2 separate regions of the Mus musculus genome follow, and region 2 is linked to region 1. A link is a contact called in public Hi-C data. All regions are on one chromosome and are shown on one strand. The core of a region is the stretch at or near the end of the contact, and the rest is flanking DNA. Distances in the headings are between cores, read along the strand shown.

Evidence for each region. A called contact is a pair of places that touch in the nucleus more often than the background predicts.
Region 2: a contact with region 1 is called in a Hi-C map of the G1E-ER4 cell line, with 6 times the contacts expected there. The contact joins two enhancer-like sites. A contact is called at or near these places in 1 of 39 promoter capture datasets (the C10 cell line), 2 of 15 datasets of contacts at CTCF or cohesin (embryonic stem cells and pro-B cells), 18 of 484 Hi-C or Micro-C datasets (the Ba/F3 cell line, CD4 T cells, the G1E-ER4 cell line and 10 more) and 1 of 9 other capture datasets (embryonic stem cells).

Annotation. Positions count from the first base shown.
Region 1 is chr1:151,039,643-151,042,600 of GRCm38.p6, reverse strand. No RefSeq gene overlaps it. Among named protein-coding and RNA genes, the nearest start is that of Gm36297, 15 kb to the left of the region's middle. Within about 2 kb of position 1,455, at least 24 of the 459 cell types and tissues checked have an H3K27ac peak or open chromatin away from gene starts, as enhancers often do. A contact at or near this core is called in the G1E-ER4 cell line, where this site is marked.
Region 2 is chr1:151,701,623-151,704,580 of GRCm38.p6, reverse strand. It overlaps Niban1 (niban apoptosis regulator 1), which reads right to left. Exons shown (of 14, transcript NM_022018.3): 10 at 718-879. Among named protein-coding and RNA genes, the nearest start is that of Gm41969, 34 kb to the left of the region's middle. Within about 2 kb of position 1,525, at least 16 of the 459 cell types and tissues checked have an H3K27ac peak or open chromatin away from gene starts, as enhancers often do. A contact at or near this core is called in the G1E-ER4 cell line, where this site is marked.

The DNA.
Region 1 (2,958 bases), core at 206-2,705:
GTTGGTTACAATCACACGAATACTGCCGCATAACCAACAACCACAGATGTAAGGAAAAACAGTGTTCTCTTGCCTAGAGTAGTCTGCAAAGTGGCTGTGTTTGACCTTAACTAGAGTTGTTCTCGTGCTTAGGAGCTTTTGGGCTTCACATAGTCTAGGGAGAACTTAGTTGAAATGACAGAGACGCTGTTTTTTCTGGTTGTCCAGTAGGCTAATATACATGGTCATGGAAGTGGCAGAGGTAACAGTGAACGCACACAGAATCTTACAAGGTTTCTTGCTGCCTACGCATGGAACCAGCTCACTGCTATGTCTACTGAATTGCATTGAGCAAACTAATTAGTCGAGCAAACTAATTGCGTTGAGCAAACTACAAGGTGTCTTCCTGGTTTAGGGGTTTAAGAAATGGATTCTGCCTGGTCACTGAGAGGAAATGCGGCAGTGGGTTTGAACACAGAGGAGACAGGACCAGGAGCCTTCAGGTATGCTCTGTCATAGAATTGAAGAAAGACTTCAACATTCAAACTAGACCTCAGGCATTAAGGACTAAAATACTGTCCACAGAGGTTTGTGATTTCATTAGAGATGATGCAAAGAGAAGATGAAAAGGAACTAACATCCTAACCTTCATATAGACAAAATAATGTGATGTGGGGGAGTGGGGGCGGGCGGGCATGGATACCAAGCTGCTGTGGTGAAAGAAGAACTAAAGGAAAAAAAAAAAGATATATTAGAAATTACAAATACTGTAGGGTGAGAAAGTTTGTGGGAAACTTAGAAGATAAAATTGAGGCCTTTTTTTCCTCGTGAAAACACAGATAATAACAAGAAAGGGATATTAAAACAAGGTAATAGTCAATTCTGAACATCCTAGATCTGATTAATAAGAATCCTGAATAACCAATGGAAATCGCCAAAAGTAGGAGAAAATACAGACTCCACAGAGTTTGCCCAAAGAGAGCTGATTGGGGGGGGGGGCGGTGAGAGGGCGGAATTGGCATGTCCATTCCTGTCGGTCCTCTGGCTTTATGGAGTCACAGGGGAGGGAAGGGGGGCTGACAGACAGACAGACAGACAGACAGACTGACTGACTGACGATGGAGGGAAGGGGGGCCAACCCAGATACAGGTTCAGGATCACACGGGGCAGCTGGTGTTTCCCGTGATTTTATTGGAAAGTTGAGCGTGAGAAGAGGGAGTAAGGATGGGGATAGCTCGGGCACCATCTTAGTTTAATAAATGTGTTTAATTCAAACTTATTTTCAAAGTGGACAAAAGTGATATATTTGGTAACACCAGGAAGTGGACACAATGTAGCTGCTAAATGAGGCCCTCAAATGTTGACATGAGGGGAGTTCAATGTGACATGTTTAGTAGGAAGTGGGAGAGGGGAGGAAGCGAAAACAGACCAAAGTAAACATTAGCTCCAGATAAATGAAGAACAGCATATCCTCTGCAACGCCCGCCCCGCCCCGCTCCGCCCCTGCCCCCGCCCCCACCCCGTGAGAACAAGACAGTCAGCTCCTAAGGATCCTCTCACATTTCTATTGTTATTGAGTGCGGGTTTTGCTTTGGCACCTTCTGACGTCTTTTATTCCTGTTTGTTGGCCAAATCCTAGATAAATGTTTCAAGTTCCCACTGTCAGATCTCTTCAGCGTTGAGGATGACTGTTAAGACTTCATTTGAGACAATGCCTCACAGAGTTTCAAATTAGGTTGTGTTTAAAGCTTTAGAAGTTAGTCATTGATTGAGAGGCTGAACTCCTTCACTGTCTCTCTGCTTCACTCTTATTATTTAGGCTGCTTCCCACTTGAAATCAGGTACCTCGACAGTGCTCCACCAAAGTGCTCAGTGGGAAGGGATGGTGGCAGGGAACTCTGGGGACATAACTGGATGTGCTGTCAACTAATACGAAATCTTGGTTTAAGGAGACGTTGAAGCAAGTGGCGTCTGTTTCCCTCTCCTTCAACAAAAGAGAGGGGAAAACAAAACAAAACAAAAACAAAAACAAAAAACAAAAACAAAGATCGATTTCGAAATTTAAGCAGAACTAACTCTGGCTTTAGTCATGAAACTCCGGAATTGTCGTTTGAAGGGGGAAGTGCAGTTCATGTTTGATTTATTGGAACTTAGGCTGCTGGGTGTTTGACTTATTGGAACTTAGGCTGCTGGGCTTTGTTAAAGAAAGTGTGTCATCATGAAACTAACATCAGAAACCTGCAAACAAGACTGACTTGGGTATACATTGCAGTATATAATTATATAGGTACCTTGGCTCTATCTTAGAGGTCTGTTGTAAATAGTGTAAAAGACCCCTCCCAGCCCAGAATGCAGCCAGTGCCCAATGAGTTCACACCCATCACCATGAGAAAGCTGGTACAGATATGAGGCGACGTGGCTAGTACACCCAGTGCCTGCTCTCACGGCTCAGTTTCCAGTATGTGAAAGGAGAGCTTAAGATTTATCTCCTCCACATCTTTTAATCTTCGGAAAATCAATTATGAATGCAGGCTCTCTGAATCCTTTCTGCTTTGACGGGATAAACAGTTTTATTTTCTACCATGTATGTTTCAAAATCTCGAAGTGACAATCTCATTCATCACTGTAAAGCACCTCTATTCCTGGGATTAGTCCCTGTCATAGAGGTCTCAAATGGTGTTCATTTCATCAAGTATTTACAATGTAAATTCATAATTGAATAAGACAGACATACGTGTGTTTGAAGACTTATAAAGTACACAACATGGGAAGCCGGGGACTCTGACAGAGGAGGAATCTTTGCTTGTCCTTGGATTTCCCAAACCAATTGAATAGAGACTACTTTTGTTAGGTGATGTCTGCTTAATATGGCAAGGCTGCATTTTGGGTTAAGAACCCATGCTCGTTTTAAAAATTCTCTTTCTCTTGCCTTTTTTCGAGGCAGAGTTTTACTGTATAGCCTGACTGGCTTGGAACTCA
Region 2 (2,958 bases), core at 276-2,775, 660 kb before region 1:
TGGTTCAGCAGTTAACACTCTGCTCTTCCGGAAGACTCCAGTTCTCTTCCCAGCACCACAGGGAAGCTCACAACCACCGATAGCTCCAGTCATAGGTGTCTGACACCCTCTTCTGGCCTCCTCAGGAACCTGCATGTGCATGGTACATACACAGACAAGCAGGTGTGCACAGATGTACACATAATAGAATAAATTTAAAAAAATAAAAATCCAATATGAAACTGTCATGGGTTCTCTTATAACAAGGTGGAGAATTCAACCATTGTCTCTAGATCCTGGTTGCAGATTAGAAACACCGGAATAGGGCTAGAGTATGCTGAGAATTTCAGATATCACACACACACACACACACACACACACACACACACACACACACACACTCACTCACCTGGAGTGGGGTAGCACATTAGTAGTTTTTAAATTTTCCCCATGTGTTTCTCATCTGTAGCCAAAGTTTGCAGCCCTGACTCAACCATCAGATAATTACTAGTTAATGCTACCTTATCTTCCCAGACTCTTATTTTCTAAGGCGAGATAAAGCCAGCTTGAAGAACAGTGTGTGTCCTCTGTCAACCTGACTCCCGCCTCACTTTCCTGAGCTGAAGAGCACCATGGACACACCCACCAGCATGCATTTATCCTTCTCGCCCTCTCTCTTCCCTCCTTTCTTGCCTCAGCCTCTTCCTCAGCCTCACCCTCCCTGGACTCTGCTCCCACCTCTTGCATGTAGTTCTGAGTCCTCTGGACCACCAGGTCAACGTGAGGGAACCTGAAGCGGCTCTGGAGGTCCAGCAGGCGCTCTGGAAGCAGGGTGACTTTAGTATAGCAAGGCTCCATCTTCACAGAATCCAGAGGAAGCTTCATTAGCTGCTGTAGGCCCTGCATTTTGGTAGAGAAGAAAAGCAAACTGCCTTAGACTTAGGGATCTTTTCTCCATATGACATACTAGTGTTGTGAAACAATCAAGTGTACGCTATGAGTATTAATTACTGCTTGGACCACTTTATCCGAGGCATCTTCAATGTCTTCTTTCTGTGGTTCTCTGGGGCAGCTCAAGCCGGGGCTCCCAGCTCCTTAAGTCCTCAGTAGCCTGTAAGTCCCTGCTTCCTGAGGTCAAGGACCAGCTAGACAGGCTGTGAGAACTGCTGCTCAGTCCGTGAGCCTGCAAAAGGTTCTCCAAGGGGTAGAAACTTGTTTCATATTCTAAGCTTAGTTGCAAATGGTTTCGCACACTGTAAGCTTAGACAGGAGAATGGGTAAAGACAGGAAAAAAATTGCTGATAATGAAAGCTCTCAAGAGAAGCTGTGCACAAGGCAGGTAGGTGTGAGTGACACAGGACATATCTGTATCTGACATGAATCTGTCTGACATGTATCTGGCATGAATTTTCCAAGGGCCCATCCCATTGTGCTTGAAAAGGGGAAAGTATTCACTTTAAGAAGTAAGCAATGGAGAGGTCTGCTGAAGAGGAACTAAAGACTAAACAGGGAGAAAGGAAACATTGTTGCAGTTGCTTTCATCCTACAATTGTACATAGTATCACTTCCTTTTTCAAAGGTTTCTTTTTAATACTGAGTATCTCTGTGTGTTAAGAGTACAGCATGTGAATGTAGTACACATGAGGGCCAGAAGAGGGCGTTGGATCCCCTGAGGGGGAGGGGGTTGTTACAGTTGGTCCTGAGGCCCCTGACCTGGAGCTGGGAATCAAATTTGTGTCCTCTGGAAGAGCAGCAGGTAGACTTAACTGCTGAGCCAGGAATGTATTACTTAGAAATAATTCATTGAATAGGCAAGAGAGGAAAGCTTGCTTCACCTTCATCAGATTGTTGAGGTTTAAATAAGTGACAGCCACCATCACAGAGGGTAACATGGGGAGAAGGCTCCCTGCCACAAACAAATCAGTATAATGCAAAATTTAAAATTCCTTTAAACTTTAACTGAAACATATGTTAACATAGAAATATATCTTTTAACCTAGGACTCTATCCCACTGAAATAAAAGCATCAAGATGTAAGGACTGTGCGTGTATACACATACACATGTATCAATAATACAGTAAAATGTAGGTACGAGGTTATTTATTATGACTCTGCTCATGCTGTCAGCAATGTTAGGATGGCTGAATAAATCACAGCATTTCTAAACATGAAATATTATGCTGTCATTACACAAAGTGATTTAGAACTAGGACAGTTACCTTGGAGACAGTTTCATGAAATCATTGTGAGGAAGAAATCTGATAAACATCATGGTATATAAAATAACTATATTTTTCTAAAAGCAAGCAATGGAAGACAACAGCTGTGAAATGTGTGTGTTTTATATATCTCCTAAGAGAGGGAAAGCGCAGCATAGCACAAGCCAAATTGGTGATAATGGTTATTTGCGGAGAAGAGAGTGTTGCCAGAAAACAAAGAGGAAGAAAGGCAAGGTAAAAGACACATGTGTATACATACATACATACATACATACACACATACACAAGTGTCTGCATATGCATACACATAAATATACATGCCCTAAACCCCACACATACATACACATACATGCCCCAACCCCACACATACACAAACCACACATGCACACACCCCCATATAAACATGTGCACACACACATGAACACAGAGATGTAATAAGAAGCATCAAAACATTTATTAAATGATCTTGGTTTTGTACAATCATACATGTGAATATGCACATTAAGAAATGAGAGCCCAGCACCGGAGGGAAACTATGGCTTACCGCAATCTATCACATGTTTTATAATGAGCCCAAAGAGCTCATAACACACAGAAATGAAAAATGTTTAAGGGAATAGAATCGGTAATTCCTGGTGCGATCATTCTGCACCATCTGCATGTATAAACTGCTGAAACAGGCGTGTAGAAGCTGCTTTTGCTGAAATGGCATTGACCCCTCAGGTAGGTCCACGGGTACCTAAAGTAGGATGGAAGCTG